Linked DNA regions of Sus scrofa: region 2 is linked to region 1. Evidence: chromatin contacts called from public HiChIP or PLAC-seq data. All regions are on one chromosome and are shown on one strand. Each heading gives the region's core, a stretch centred on a gene start, on an enhancer-like site or on the middle of the called end of the contact. The rest is flanking DNA. Distances are from core to core; before and after follow the strand shown.

Region 1 (7,532 bases), core at 2,496-4,995:
TCAGCAGGTTAAGGATCCTGCATTGTCATTGCAGTGGCTCAGGTCGCCACTGTGATGCAGGTTCAATCCTTGGCCTGATAATTCCATATACTGTGGGTGTGGCCAAAAATAAATAAATAAACTTCAGGAGCTCCCGTTGTGGCACAGCGGAAACGAACCTGACTAGTATCCATGAGGACGCGGGTTTGATCCTTGGCCTTTCTCAGTGGGTTAAGGATCCAGCCTTGCCATGAGCTGTCATGTAGGTCGCAGACATGGCTCAGATCCCACGTTGCTGTGGCTGTGGCATAGGCTGGCGGCTACAGCTCTGATTTGACCCCTAGCCTAGGAACCTCCATGTGCCATGGGTAAGGCCCTAAAAAATTTTTTTAAATAAATACATAAGTAGACTTCATGAAATGGTTCCCTCCCTCTTCCCTGGGCCGTCTATTCATGGTGTCCCAGTTGCTTCACTGTATGGGCCTCAAATAGCCTCTCTGGATGCCACCTCCCACCTGAGGGCGGGCAGGGGAGCCCGCAGAGCCCTGCCATGCCTGTTCCTAGTTCACACTTTGTGTTTTCATGAGACAATAATAGAGAGATGCTTCCTCTCCCCAGCTTGGTACATCTAAGCAATGAGTCACTCTACAGAAAATAGAAGGAATTCCCAAAACCATGTATGTGTATCCTCTGGGTTTTTTTTTTTTTTAAATTCAATGAGGTGTCACATATCACAGGATAATGTGTACAAATTGTGTAAAAAACAATTTGTAAGCCTTCCAAAGAAGGACCTGGAGTGACTATCTGCCATAGGCGTCATCTTTCCAGTTATTACTCATGGCGCTGAGCGTGCCTTGCATCCTTTCTAAAAATAGATCTTTCCATGAAAAAGCACACCGAGTTGCTGCTGTAGGAGGAGAAATTACAAAAGAAATTATCTTTGTCCTCCAGGAGGTTAAATTACGTTCTGAATGGAATCCACCCAACAGACAACAAAACAAGGGGGGGGGTGGAAACTCTCAGGATTTTTTTTTTTTCCTTTTCCTCCAGTTTACATTTCTGAAATACCTCTTCCTATTACATAAAACCATATTCTCAAAACAATTATGTCTATTGTTGAATGTCCCCAGCTTGTAGAAGGCGGTGACAGTAAATTCAAGCTGCGGGAATGAAAAGAAAGCCGAGAGAGAGAGAGAGAGAGAGAGAGAGAGATCATATAATTCAAAGAATAAGCAGCCAATTCTAAAACTTCTTTTTTTTGCTATCATTTCTGCCCCAGGTTCTGCATTGAGGCAGTGTGGTGTTGCAAAAGAGCCTCGTCTATAATTAGCAAGATCCACAGAATTGCAAAGATCTGTGTGGGAACAGGCGCTCCATCACTTACCAACGGATCTTGCGCAAGATACTTCCTCCCTAGTGTCTCAATCCCTGCATCTGCAAAGTGGAGAAGAGTACCTCCCATACCAGGACCTTTGCACCTGGCACACAACAAGCACCGTGGAAAACCATCCAGTCGGATCCCTTCTCCTAGGTTTCCACGGGCTTTTGAGGAAGGAGTGGTGGGGAACAGTAAGAAGAAAAATGAAGAGTAGGAAATGAAAGGGCACCAACAGGAGGAAGTTTTGCCTGGTGACCTGCCTGACACGGAGGCCCTTCAAGTGCCGCCGCATTGGATGCCACATCTTTCCATCTTTGTGACACTGAGATCAAGCACCAGTCGTTTTTTCCACTCAATATGTTTGATGAGTCACAGGCTCTCATTTTTCACAGGTGAGCTGCAATACCAAAATGATGAGGGTGCCGTGGGCAAAGGCAAAAGGAAACCCACAACTCACTGTGTTGTGTAACTTAGGACTGCTGCTCTGTCTAGGAGCACCAAAAGTGCATCTGTCATTCTTTTTTAAAAAATCTCTTATACATGAATTTAGGTAAAACATAAAATATTTATGATGGGGAGTTCCCTTCGTGGCTCAGTGATTAACTATCCCCACTAGGAACCATGAGGTTGCAGGTTCAATCCCTGACTTTGCTCAGTGGGTTAAGGATCCAGCATTGCAGGAGCTGTGGTGTAGGCTGCAGATGTGGCTTGGATCCTGCATTGCTCTGGCTATGGCATAGGCCACCAGATGCAGCTCCAATTCAACCCTAGCTTGGGAACTTCCATATGCCATGGGTGTGGCCCTAAAAGGCAAAAAAAAAAAATTATAAATATATATATATACACATACATATACACACACATATATATTTGATGCATAAATAGGTTAAAATTGCATATCACAGGAATTAGAAGAGCATATGGACAAATAAAAACACATTTTTATTTTGGGCTAAAATGATATGCAGTATTTGTGTTAGATTTCCATTATTGAAAGTTTCTGGAATAAAAACGACATTACCCATGCATATCTCTTAGCACAGTCAATCTCATTCTTTTCCTTTGCTTTCTTTCTTTCTCTCTCTCTCTAAATGCCAAAACCTGAAATCACCAGGTGACAGGTAAAGCCTTCAGCAGCCCTACCTACCTGGAATGTTCCTCACAACTAGTGCAGTGCTGCATGGTTATCCTTAAGAGATCATTTCTGGAGCTCCCGTTGTGGCTCAGCAGTAATGAACCCAACTAGTATCCATGAGAATGTAGGTTCGATCCCTGGCCTCGCTCAGTGGGTTAAAGATCTGGCGTTGCTGTGAGCTGTGGCATAGGCCACAGTTGTGGCTTGGATCCAGGGGTGCTGTGGCTGTGGTGTAGACTGGTAGCTACAGCTCCCATTTGACCCCTAGCCTGGGAACTTCCTATGCCCAGGGTACTGCCCTGAAAAAAAAAAAAAAGCTAGAAACAATTTCCTAGGAATTGTGGCTCGCTTCCAGCACAATTACTTAACCAGAGACTCGAGGAAATTCAAGAGGGAAATTCAGCAAAGCACATGGTTTTTCAATCTTAAAGGCAGATTTTTAGGAATAGCAGTCCAGTGGTTGAAAGCACCCCTGTCTTAAATGTTTGATTTATCTTAGAAGCTCTTCAGCCTTGAGTTGCTGGATAACCCAGAGCTGGACGAGGCCTCCTCCTTCCTGAAGGACAGCAATCATCAGCATAAACCCCCAACTGCTTTCTCCCTGACCCCGCTCCCACGCAAAGCAGCCTGGAAACATTGCTTGATGATCGTCCTGAGTGAAGCACAGGGAGGAGGAGAGGAGCAGGAAGGGAAGAAGGTCGCTGAGAGCAGAGAAGAGAGAGAAAGGACCAGAAGGGACTTGTGCCCTTCCTGAGTCCAGGAAGCTCTTCTGGCAGCTGAGGCAGCTGAATCAAGGAGAGACAGGCTGTGCCTTGAAGCCCGGAGCGCGGGGCACCCGCAATTCCGCACGAGCCTGATGCCTCCCAGGCAATGTACTAAGGGCTTCCCAGGGCTGGGAAAACCCATCCTTCCCTTCGAGAAAGACGACGACACTCCTATTTCTGGACAAGATCCACAGTCTCCTGCTCCCAAGAACTGCCGTTGAGAATTCCCAACATTGCATTCCTATTCCTGCGGGAAACACCCAGAGCCCTAGTGACCAGTTCGGAGAAGGCAAATCGGATGTTCTACTTCCTACGGTTATAGATGGAGCACAGTCATCTGATAAAAAAAGTTGGCTTTTCGGTAGCATTATTTCACAAGAAGCTTGAGGTCTTTCAAAGTCATGATACATGGGCTTTGATTCACAGCGCCTTAAAAGAATTACACACCAAGACACACGTAGCATGCAAATGCCTTGTAAGCATCATGTTTTTCTAACCATCTTGGTCTGCTGCCCCACTTCCTGCCTTCGTGAACAGGATGTGACCCAACAGGATGTAGCTCTCCGTTGTTTTTCACTCTCCAGCTCTGAAAACCTCTTGTCTGAGTTTGATGACCTGACCATTGACCTCTAGTGACGATGGCCACAAAGGGGAAAACCCACCCTCCAATAATCTGAGCCTTGAGGACTATGAAACGTGCTCTTCTTTCCCTAGGTGACTCGTAGTCCCCGCTCCCCAGACAGGTGAGGAGCAGGTAAAAACTGAACAGCTGATTCGCCATCTGCCTGGATCCCTGACTGTCCTGCTACGTCTCTGCCCAGGCCTTTTGGCCTAAAGGCTGATCATTTTCCGCTGCAGGAGAAGATGGTAGGGATCGTACATGAACTTGCAGCCCACTCCCCATCCCCCGGCCCCCTTCCCGGACACTCCATTTGATCGTCTGAGATCAGCTGCATGTGTGCTCTGATCCTGGTCCTCAGAGCGGGCCCCTTCCAAAGGGCTGTGGTTCATCCAGTTTCAGGTGGGTTAACTGAGGCCCGGAAAGGCTGAGGAACCTGCTCAAAGACACAGCTTTTCCTGCTGCAGCACAGTAGAAAGGGAGCCAGAGTAAAGGAACCCCGAAAGCTGGGAACTGCCAAGAATGGCCAATAGCAGACTAAAGACGGCCACCATGGGAGCACACAAATGACCCTTCTCGACGTCAACCCCCCAGCTCCCCTGAGACACCGACTTGTGGAACACGAGGGAGTCGTCTGTATCTCTCACCCGTGCCAGCCCTCAGACGTGCTCCTCTGCTGGCTTCCCTGCCCCAGGACAGTCCTATGACCGGAGGCTGGTCCTGATGGCCCTCCGAGAGCCTCCTGTGGGTGTCCGTCCTCTCCTGCAGCCTCTCCACATATGAAGCAAAGACATGAAGATGGAGGAGGCAGAGGTGGGGGAAGGCCCCCCAGGCTGGCCTTCTTGGGGTTTCAGAGCTAGAATCTCAGTAGCCAGCCCTCCAGCCAGGGCTCAGGTCTGTAGACCATGCACGAGGCCCCAGCCTGCTTTGGGTCAGAGGGTGAGCCCTTTCTTTAACTGAGCAGATAGCATCAGCATCGTAAAGTAACCTCCGTCCTACTGCCGAGCACACCACTGTCCCCTGTGCCACAGGAAGAGGAGAGAAGATGGGTTTGGGAAGAGGCAGGAAGAAGTCTATTGGGCTCATCTATGGGGAGATGCCCTGAATTGGGGGTTTCAGAGGGCCAGCTAGGTGGACTGTCCAGCAGGCAATGGGAACTCTCCGTGGAACTCTGAAAAACTAAATGGCACTCTGGTTCTCCTTCAGCATGATTTGATTCATGAGAATCTAAACTATCTTGCATGAGTTTCCTTGCCATAAGCCACCACTAAATTAGACTTTAAAAAGCATAACTGTGATTTGTGCAGCTAACAGCTCCTAAGCCAAAATTAGAACCTTGTATAACTCCACACTTCAGATGCAGTGAAATCATACCTTCAGGTGACTATGAAATTTGAAAAACATGAACTGTTTAAAGGGCAAGCAGACTGAAATCCAGCTAAAAGAATTACTGAATTTTCCTGTTGCTTTTGATATATATAATGAAACTGTCATACATGAGCTAGGCTATGAGGATAGCAGAAACACAGGGTTTTAATGGTCTTATTTCTCACTTCATATGATTGTGAAATTACCACTCTCTTCCTGGCACTATAGTCATTTGTACGTTGAGGTTAGGGTACCTATTACACAGGGAGCTGCTGGCTCACCTTCTAACCCCACAGGTCTGATGCTATGCTCTGTACATAACAGGCTTGCAAAAAATATAGAGGACCTAAATAAAAGAGTGACCCTTGAAAGCGACATGTGCTTAATTGTCAGAACTCTTACAATTGAACAAAACATTTAAAAAGTTAATCATATTTCTTTGTTGAAATGCCTGTCGAGTAAAATTTGAAATCAATATCAAATTCAGGAGTTTCTGTTGTCGCTCAGTGGTTAGTGAACCCACTAGCATCCAAGAGGACACGGGTTCGATCCCTGGCCTCACTCAGTGGGTTAAGGATCTGGCATCGCCGTGAGCTGTGGTGTAGGCCAGGAGCTACAGCTCCGATTGGACCCTGGGCCTGGGGAACTTCCATGTGCCATGGGTGCAGCCCTAAAAAGACCAAAAAAAAAAAAAAAGTCGAATTGAAAAGGGAAATTCAAAGCCCAAATGCAGTTTTATAAAGTAACAATCCAGGTATGTCAAGAACAACATCATCATGCAAATGTTTCTCTAATTTACTAGAAACATCTACAGCATTTATTCTCAGCTGCGGCCACAAGTTTTGATACCTGGCCAATCTCTAGAGATTATTGGGTCCAGCAATTAATTCAGGGATGTGATTTTTTTTTTTTTTTGTCTTTTTGCCTTTTCTAGGGCCGCTTCCCGTGGCATATGGAGGTTCCCTGGCAAGGGGTCCAACCAGAGCTGTAGCTGCCGGCCTACGCCAGAGCCACAGCAACAGCAACTCGGGATCCGAGCCACGTCTGCGACCTACACCACAGCTCATGGCAACGCCAGATCCTTAATCCACTGAGCAAGGCCAGAGATCAAACCCGCAACCTCATGGTTCCTCATCAGATTCATTAACCACTGAGCCATGACGGGAACTCCCAGGGATGTGATTTTTTTTAAAAATTCTAACACGCCCTGGAAGTTGAGAAACAATGAACTATAGTTTACTCTCTTCAAAAACAAGATTTTCCAAAATGCTCAGCCTCTTGAGTAACTGAAGAAGACAGAAACAATAGCTTGCCATTATCTCAGATTATCAGATAGGCAAACTAAAAAAATAACGCTCATAGGCAGGCATTGTTTTTTCAAACTGTGCATTACTACTACCCATTCATGGATCATGTAATCAAGGCAGTGAATCATATCTGGTATTCAAGAAATTTTTGAAAAGGAAAGGAAAGAGAGGAGAGAAAAAGAAGTCACTGCATCTAGTCTAGAAAAAATGTTAATGTGTGTACTGAATCACTACAGAAAATGTACATCTTATAGGAAGTCAAGGTGCACAAGTTCAAAAAACACTCTAGAGTGTAGACAAAAACACACTCTCCTGTGCTGTCAAGGGGGAATGCAAATGAGCACAGTTGTTTTGGCAACAGGTATTTAAAGCCTTGAAAACCTTCGCTTTGACCCAGATATGTCTGATCTGAGAATTTATCCTAAGGAAACACTCTCTCAAAGGCATGCTTGCATGTGGGAATGTATATTCCTTTGCTGTTTACAATAGTAAAAAGTTTTAAATAGCCAACCAGATGGATTATAGTCAAATACATTATGAGATGCAATAAAATACAATGCAGCTATTAAAAATACTGACACAGATGAGTTCCCTTGTGGCACGGTGGGTTAAGGATCTGGCATTGTCACTGCAGTGGCCCTAGTTGCTGCTGTAGCACAGGTTTGATCCCTGACCTGGGAACTTCCACATGCTGTGGGCACAGCCAAAAACAAAAACAAAAAAACTCTGACACCGATTTATCTCTACTGACTAGGAATGACGCTTAGATACTTTAAAAAGAAAAAGCAGGTTAGAAGGTTAGGTGCTATAATCCCACTGCAGTAAATGTGGATTTATCAAGATGGTGAAGCCATGAGACAGATGTTAATTGCACAGACTCAGAGCAGAATGCCTGGTTTCCACACCCTGGTTCCACTACTTCCAAGCTGCGTGGTCTTGGCCAAGAAGCTGAACTTCACCAGTGCAGGATACATAATTATTG
Region 2 (7,532 bases), core at 3,545-6,044, 70 kb before region 1:
TGTGCTCAACGGCAGATCTGTAACTTCGTGTTTCTTCTTAAGGGAGGCATCCCCCTACTATGAAGACTTCAAGGCCCCCAAGCCGGAGCTGCCCTCGCCACCAGCTAATTGTGAGCCAGTTTTCTGCAATCCACCTGCAGGATTGCTCTCCACGCCCGGCGGCCTGCTCATCTCCCAAATTGCTCCTTCCCCACTGGCCGGGCTCCAGCGGCCCCGCCTTACCCCTGAGCACACCAGGCGGGGCCAGGGCATCAGGGCCTCTGCAGTGGAGGCTGCCCTCCAGGTGCTCGCCTCCCTGGGGTCACATCAGGCGGGACTTTCTCCGTGGGCCTCCCCAGCTTCCTGATTAAGGGGAGCCCTCTGTCCCCTCCTTCTGCCCTCTGCCCCACCGCCCCGTCCCCTGCTGACTTCTGCATCATTTGTCATCTGCCAGCACACTTCGTGACCTGATTCTTTATGTTTTCTTTTCTGTTCCTGCTACTCTCCCCAACCAGAATGGAAGGTCCATGAAGAAAAGGAAACAAAATCAGTTTTGTTGGAGTTCCCGTTGTGGCTCAGTGGTTAACGAATCTGACGAGAAACCATGAGGTTGCGGGTTCAATCCCTGGCTTCGCTCAGAGGGTTAAGGATCCAGCGTTGCCGTGAGCTGTGGTGTAGGTCGCAGACGCGGCTCAGATCTGGGGTTGCTGTGGATGTGGTGTAGGCCGGTGGCTCCAGCTCCGATTGGACCCCTAGCCTGGAAACCTCCATGGCTGTGGGTGCAGCCCTAGAAAAGACAAAAAAAAAAAAAAAAAAAAATCGGTTTTGTTGAGTAGTGAGTTCCTGGCGCCCAGCACATAGTTCACAAGAGTCACTTGGTTAATGTTTCGTAAAGGCACAAGGTGGCAGGACCTGAGACAGGGACAGCCCAACCTCCCCGCCCGCCTGGTGCAGCTGGGGGACAGCGCTGGTCCAATGGAGAAAGGAAAGTTGCTTCTCAGAGGTGACTTGGCTCCACAGGTCCCAGTACATCCGGTCCCTGCCCATCTGCCTCAGGAGGTGTCATCGGGCCCCAGACAGAGCCACCACCTATGAAGTCCCCAGAAATGCTGAGGCTGGGATAGGGGAGGGGCTGGGGCCCGTGGGACTTCCATGAGTGCGTCCAGTCCCACAGCAGGGCAGCCAATTTCCAAAAGAGCAAAGTACACAGATGTTGACTCAGAGCCGGCGCTAACTTCCTGCCTTTGCACATCTGGCCAATCCTGGCTGGCCCGACGGGGGGGCGGAAGGGGTGCAGCGGTGGAGCTCCGGGGGGATGGGAGCCTTGTGACTTTAACCCCCACGGGGACACGGCTCTGAGTGGTACTGGATCCTGGCGCCAGGAAGAGGGCGTGTGTCTCTGAGGAACAGGGCGCGGATGACACCAAGATGTCCATGGGCCCCTCCCTGGAGCGTGATCCCCACTCAGCTAGTCGGGACCCCCTCCCCCGCAGCCAATGCTGATGACATCATGACAATCCGAGCTTTCTATAGTAGTTTAGGGTAGCCAAAGCTCTTTGTCACAGCCTCTTTCATGTCGCGGCCAACCAAACCTGGAAGAAAGACCAGGAATCGTCATCCCGTTTTCCACAGGGAGCGCTTGAGGGCTGTGGGGGTCACGAGCCAGCACACGTCAAGGCGGGACAGGCTGCACCCTGTCCTGTGTCCTCAGAGACAGGACCGTGACACCCAGGGTTTAATGCTTAGGGCAACTATTTCCCTGAACCGCCAAGCTGCCTGAGTGCAGACACTTATCCGAGCACTGCGGGAGGGGCGAGTCACTTCTCGGGCTGAAGAGGGACATCGCCTCTCAGCGCCCACCGCACACCTGCTGGCCATTCTCTAATCTCTCTCAGACTGTGCTGATTACCACAAAAGGACAAAAACAAAACCACTTGTTTCTTTTTGAAAAATGGTCATCAATAGGGAGTCAGTAAAAATCTAAGAGGCAGTCACAGAGGGAGCCTGGCAATCGGGAGGAGGGTGGCTGTGATGGCAGGAGCATTGGCAGCTGTTCTCTGCCACACCTGCCAGTGGTCAGACTCTGTGTTACGTACTTGACGTGTGTATCTCATTTACGCTTCCCAGTGGCTCCATGACTTGGTAATATTGCTGTCCCATTTAACAGATAGGGAAACTGAGGCCTAGAGGTGAATTCCTTACTTAAAGTCTTACAGCTGGGAAGTGGTAGAGCCCAGACTTAATTTCGAGCCTATGGCAAAGCCCATGCTCTGAAAGCCTACATTGCACACCTTATGTGGCCTCTCCGTGCAAGTGCCTTCCCGTAGCCCGCGTGGGCTCCCATACTTCTGAAGTCACCAGCAGGCGAGAGCAGTGCCAGACTATATCCTGTCCCTTTTCCCAATTCATTCTCCGTCTGTCTCTCTGCCTCACTCTCTGTCTGTCTGTCTCTCTGTTCCCTCCTCTCCCCACACTTCCTCCTTATCTCAGGGCCTTCCTCTCTCCTCTTTCTTGAGCTGAGCAGGAAAATCAAAATTCTTCTCTCCAGACCCTGCAGAAACAATCCATTCATTTAACAAATGGTTTGGGGTAAATGTTCTGTGCCAGGCCCTGTTCTAGACCCTGGGCACACGGCAGCAAACAAAACTGACGTGAATCCCTGACTTGATGACTCAGTCGTGCTTGTGGAGAGATGGACAGAAAACAAACCTGGGAGGTCAAGCCAGAGGCAGGCAGGGCTGAGCGGGAACGGAGGCAAAAGCAGAGGTGAGACAGGGTGGGGCCAGGCGAGGCCTCGAAGAGGAAAAGCCTTTTGGGCAGAGACCTGAGAGCAGGAAGGAGGAAGTCGTGTGACAAAGGACAGCCTCAGTGTGATGGGAATGAGCTCAGCATTGTCACCAGACTTCGCAAAGGATGAGGAAGGAGGCTGGGAAGAAGAGAAGGAAGGAAACAGAAAAGAAGGAAAGAAAAAATTGGACATCGTTAAATTTAAATTTCTGATAAACAAAAAACAATTGGATGGGGGACATGCTTATACGAAAACGATAGTTGCTATTTACCTGAAACGTCACTGTGCCTGGGAATCCCAAGCTTTATGGGGCAGCCCTCGCCCTGGAGACGGGGCAGCGGGTCAGGGTGAAGGGAGGGAAGGGGGGGACACGGGCACCAGGAGCGGGGCTGACACATCCTGCCCAGAGAAGCCATCTAGATACCCCGCCAGATTTTCCAGGGCAGTTGTCTCCCCACTGTCTATGAGAAACGTGTGCTAAGCGCTCCGAAAGAGCAGGTGGGAGAGAGGACGTCGCGGGGGTCCATCTAGTGTGGTGCAGGGAGGCGTCCGTGTCTGCGGCACCTCTGCTCCCAAGAGGGTGCAGCCCAGGAGACCCCCGGCATCAGCGGCTGCATCCAAACAGGCTCTACTGAGGGGGCGCCATGGGCTGAGAATCGGAGGCCCACAGATGAAGCTGTAGAAGGGGCTGGGCCTCCTCTCTGGCTCAGGATGGGGCCCAGAGGGGAGTCAAAGGTCAGCAAGGTCCCCCTGGGTAGCCGGGGGTCAAGCATTTGCCACTGGCGGGAGTGGTTGATGTGCATATCTGAGCTGGGAGGGAGCTTCTGGGACACATCTGAGCCATGAAGATGGCCACGCCTACAGCGTATGGACGTTCCCAGGCTAGGGGTTGAATCGGAGCTGCAGTCGCTGGCCTACACCACAGCCACAGCAATGCCGGATCCAAGCCTCGTCTGTGACCTACACCACAGCTCTCAGCAAGGCCAGATCCTTAACCCACTGAGCAAGGCCAGGGATCAAACCTGTGTCCTCATGGATACTAGTAGGGTTCTTAACCCGCTGAGCCACAGTGGGAACTCCTCCCGAGCCATAAATATTAAGGTTGAAAATAGTGAGATCAGTCAGACAATGAGACACCAACATCAAATGCTCTCTATCACCGACATGTAGAGTCTGAAGAAAGGACACAATGAACCTCTTTGCAGAACAGATACTGACTCACAGACTTCGAAAAACTTATGGCTTCCAAAGGACACAGTTCGGGGGTCGGGGGGGGTACACTGGGGGTGTGGGATGGAAATCCTATAAAATTGGATTGTGAGGATCTTTGTACAACTATGAATGCAATAAATTCATTGAGTAATTAAAAAAAGAAGAAAAAGAAAAAAGAAAAAGAAGACACCTGAGGTTAAAATGTAAACGACCAAGGGGCTTCCTTCGTCCTGGCTGAGCTGGGGGTAGGGAGAGAAGCCAGGAGATCAAAGCAGACATTTCAGCGAAATTCCCTATACCAGCAAGTATCCACTTCACAGTCACCTCGAGAATTAAATGGGGCAACGCCTGTAACCGATGACATTAAACAGCCAATGTCCCTTCTCCTTTCTAACTGAAGGCGTTAGCTCCCGTGCCAAGGTCTGGGACCTGCGTGGGCCTTGAGGGCCAAAATCAAACCTCATGAACCTGTCGTGTTGGTTGCTGGGCGACCCTGAGGCTCAGCGCATCTGGATCGAATCCCTTTCCTGGAAACAGTGACCTCATGAGGTTAAAGGGCAGGGCCCAGGGCAGCTGCCCAGCTGCGTTGCTCAATGAACAGCATGGAAATACACAGCCTCCTTCCTAGGGTTCCCCTGTCGTTGGATTTCTTACATTCATACCAAAAAAAAAAAAAAAAAAAAAAAAAGGAAATAGGGCCGCCTGAGTGAGGCCACAAAACTTTGAGAGCAAGCTGCCCGCCCTTCCCAGCTCAGGAACGTTGCTTCATCGCCTGACTAAAAGGCAGGCTGGGGAGGCAGCCGGCGGCCTGGGAGCTGCCTTATAAGGACATTCGCCAAGCCTGCCAGGTGTGTCATCCCCAAGTCCAAGAGGAGCGGCGACGGTCCCAGTGAGTCAGGGCCTGGTGGGGTGCAGCGGCCTCGGCAAAGCCACACGGGGGGCAAGTGAGAGTTTTCTCACTTCCCTCCCTCCCGACATGTTTCCATATGCTTTGGATTATTTTCTCATTTCCTTTGGCAATTGGGAAAACAGAGGAAAGGATTTTTTTTTTTTAAGGCCACACCCAAAACATATGGAAGTTCCCAGGCTAGGGGTCAAGTTGGAGCTGCAGCTGCCAGTCTGCACCACAGCCACAGCAATGCAGGGTCCAAGCTGCGTGTTGAGCGAGGCCAGGGATCAAACCCACAGCCTCATGGATACTAGTCAGGTTCATTACCGCTGAGCCACAATGGGAACGCCAGGAAAAGATTTTTGAGTTAACAAAAAAGAAGACAGCACTCATATGCTCTGATTTTATTTTATTTTATTTTTTGTCTTTTCTAGGGCTGCACCTGTGGCACATGGAGGTTCCCAGGCTAGGGGTCTAATCGGAGTTGTAGCCACCGACCTACACCACAGCTCACAGCAACGCCAGATCCTAACCCACTGAGCAAGGCCAGGGATCGAACCTACAACCTCATAGTTCCTAGTCGGATTCGTTAACCACTGAGCCACGACGGGAAATCCAGCTCTGATTTTAGTAGCAAGGAGAAGCCTCCCTGCTTTTGTGGGAGGTACAGGAGGCGGCCCAGGTAGGGGGGCCGCTGAAACAGAGAAAACGCAGGGCTGCAGAGAAAGGCCTTTGAGAACTAGCACATGGCAGCTCCTGCAGGACAAGACAGTGTCCCCCGTGATGCAGAGCTGGCCTCACAGCCACTCCGGTTCCCGCCCAGAAAGACCTGCCGGGGAGGCGCAGCCTGGCAGCAGGTGAGCCCTTTGAAATGAATGAGGGCAAAGAAGTGGCGGTAGGACTGACCCGAGGTGGCCTAGGGTCACAGTTAGGAGACAAGCTTTGCCGCTTCAGCTGGGTGACCTTGAACAAGTTAATTCATCTTTCTGAGTTGCGACGGCCCCTCATGTGACACGTTGTCGGTGTAATGCCCTCTACAAGCAGCGCTCCCGTGCTTTACACTAATGCAGCGGGTTTTCACAACCGGCCTGTGAGGCAGATGCTGTCATTCCCCGCCTTGTGCAGGTGGGGAAAGTAACCTTGCCAAGGTCCCACAGCGGGTCATTGGCAGAAAAGCAACTGGACCCCAGACATTCAGGCGCCAGGGCGTGTGCCCGGGTGGGGGTGGGGGTGTTGGTGGTTGGAGAGGATTCAGAGGACCAGGCATGGGAGAGCCCTCAACACGGTGCTGGGTGCCAGGTTGATGCCCAAGGAATGTGACCTGTTACGACCAACCCTCCCCCGGTTTATCCACCTGAAGGCTGGGTGACGCCAGCGGCCCCTGCAAGAAAGAATCCAGGACACGTGACCGAAGACAGGCCCCAGGAGAGAGGGGAGCAGCCCGGAGAAAGGGCTCGAAACGAGGGGAGATTCATGAGGGAGGGACGTGTGAGTGTGTCCCCGTCGAGGCAGGGAGCTGGACTCTGTGCCAACAAACTCAGTCAGCCCCTGGCTACAAGGGGTGGGGGGCGAGGAAGTGGGAACTCCCCAGGCATTTCTGGGCTCGGCGCTGGGGGACAAAGCAGGGTGGTTACCAGGTGGCAGTCTTCCGAAGAAAGTCACTGGCATGGGGACGTTAGAAGCAAAACACCAGAGGGAAGCCCCCCTCCTCCCCACTGTCTTAGCTCCCCGCACTCGCCACCAGCACTTCCACTGCTCGATGTGGCTTGCTTGCTGAAATGACACAGGCTTTATCCCTGAGAGGTCTGAACCCGGGTTTCCATGTTTTATCTGGTTGTAGTGGCTATGACCCCCGACCACAGCTAAAACTGGACTCCAAGATACGCCCCCCAATACATTCCTTAGTTTCCAAACCTATTCTTCTTGCCCCCATAATACAGAAGCAACCCTACCTCCTATGACGACCAGGGCCATTGGCTCTGCCAGGCGGGGTGCATAGCTTGTCCCCATTTCTGCCCCCTGGTGACTTCCTGCAGAGGCCCCAGGTGCTGGCACTGGGAAGGTGGCAGCAGGTTGGGTTATACGCTCAGTCATCCTGTCCCCTGATTCTGGAGGGATTCTCTTTCGTGGGCATTCGTGTTATGGGGTGACAATCCCTACATCCTGGGCCCCTCTATGCTCTTCTCCCACGTCGCCTCATCCCCAGGCTTCCTCCCATCTTGCTCCATCCAAACCCTTGACCCAGCAGCCAACCACCTGCCACAGCTTAGGACCCACAGTACAGCTGTGGCCAGAGCCATTCCTCTCTCCTCACAAACTGGCTGACCAGTATGCTGCCTGGAGCCCTGCCTGTGGGGAGGATTTTCTCCGCCCCCCCACCCACTCTTTTCAGAGTCCCCTGGGTAGAGCTGAAATGCAGCACAGTCTGTTTGCAGCTCGTGCCAACAGACCCACTCAATCCCTCCAGGAGCCAGGCCTGGATTTTCTTTTCCTCCTCTGCCAGCTGGAAACAGGAAACCCCTGGCCATGCATGCGAGTTTAGAGAGACACATCAATGCGACATAAGTAGGCGACATGGGAGTCTGTTCAACTTGCTCAGTTAGCATGCTCATGCCTCTGGACCTGCTCAGGCCAGGTCCTGGCTGTGCCGTGATCACCGTAAGA

Evidence for each region. HiChIP or PLAC-seq counts read pairs in DNA pulled down with a chosen protein or histone mark.
Region 2: a contact with region 1 is called in an H3K27ac HiChIP or PLAC-seq map of alveolar macrophages. The contact joins two enhancer-like sites. A contact is called at or near these places in 1 of 5 promoter capture datasets (liver), 4 of 47 Hi-C or Micro-C datasets (embryonic fibroblasts and liver) and 1 of 2 datasets of contacts at active chromatin or transcription factors (alveolar macrophages).

The regions. Positions count from the first base shown.
Region 1 is chr4:122,639,489-122,647,020 of Sscrofa11.1, reverse strand. No RefSeq gene overlaps it. Among named protein-coding and RNA genes, the nearest start is that of SLC44A3, 22 kb to the right of the region's middle. Within about 2 kb of position 3,745, at least 7 of the 83 cell types and tissues checked have an H3K27ac peak or open chromatin away from gene starts, as enhancers often do. A contact at or near this core is called in alveolar macrophages, where this site is marked.
Region 2 is chr4:122,710,658-122,718,189 of Sscrofa11.1, reverse strand. No RefSeq gene overlaps it. Among named protein-coding and RNA genes, the nearest start is that of SLC44A3, 93 kb to the right of the region's middle. Within about 2 kb of position 4,794, at least 27 of the 83 cell types and tissues checked have an H3K27ac peak or open chromatin away from gene starts, as enhancers often do. A contact at or near this core is called in alveolar macrophages, where this site is marked.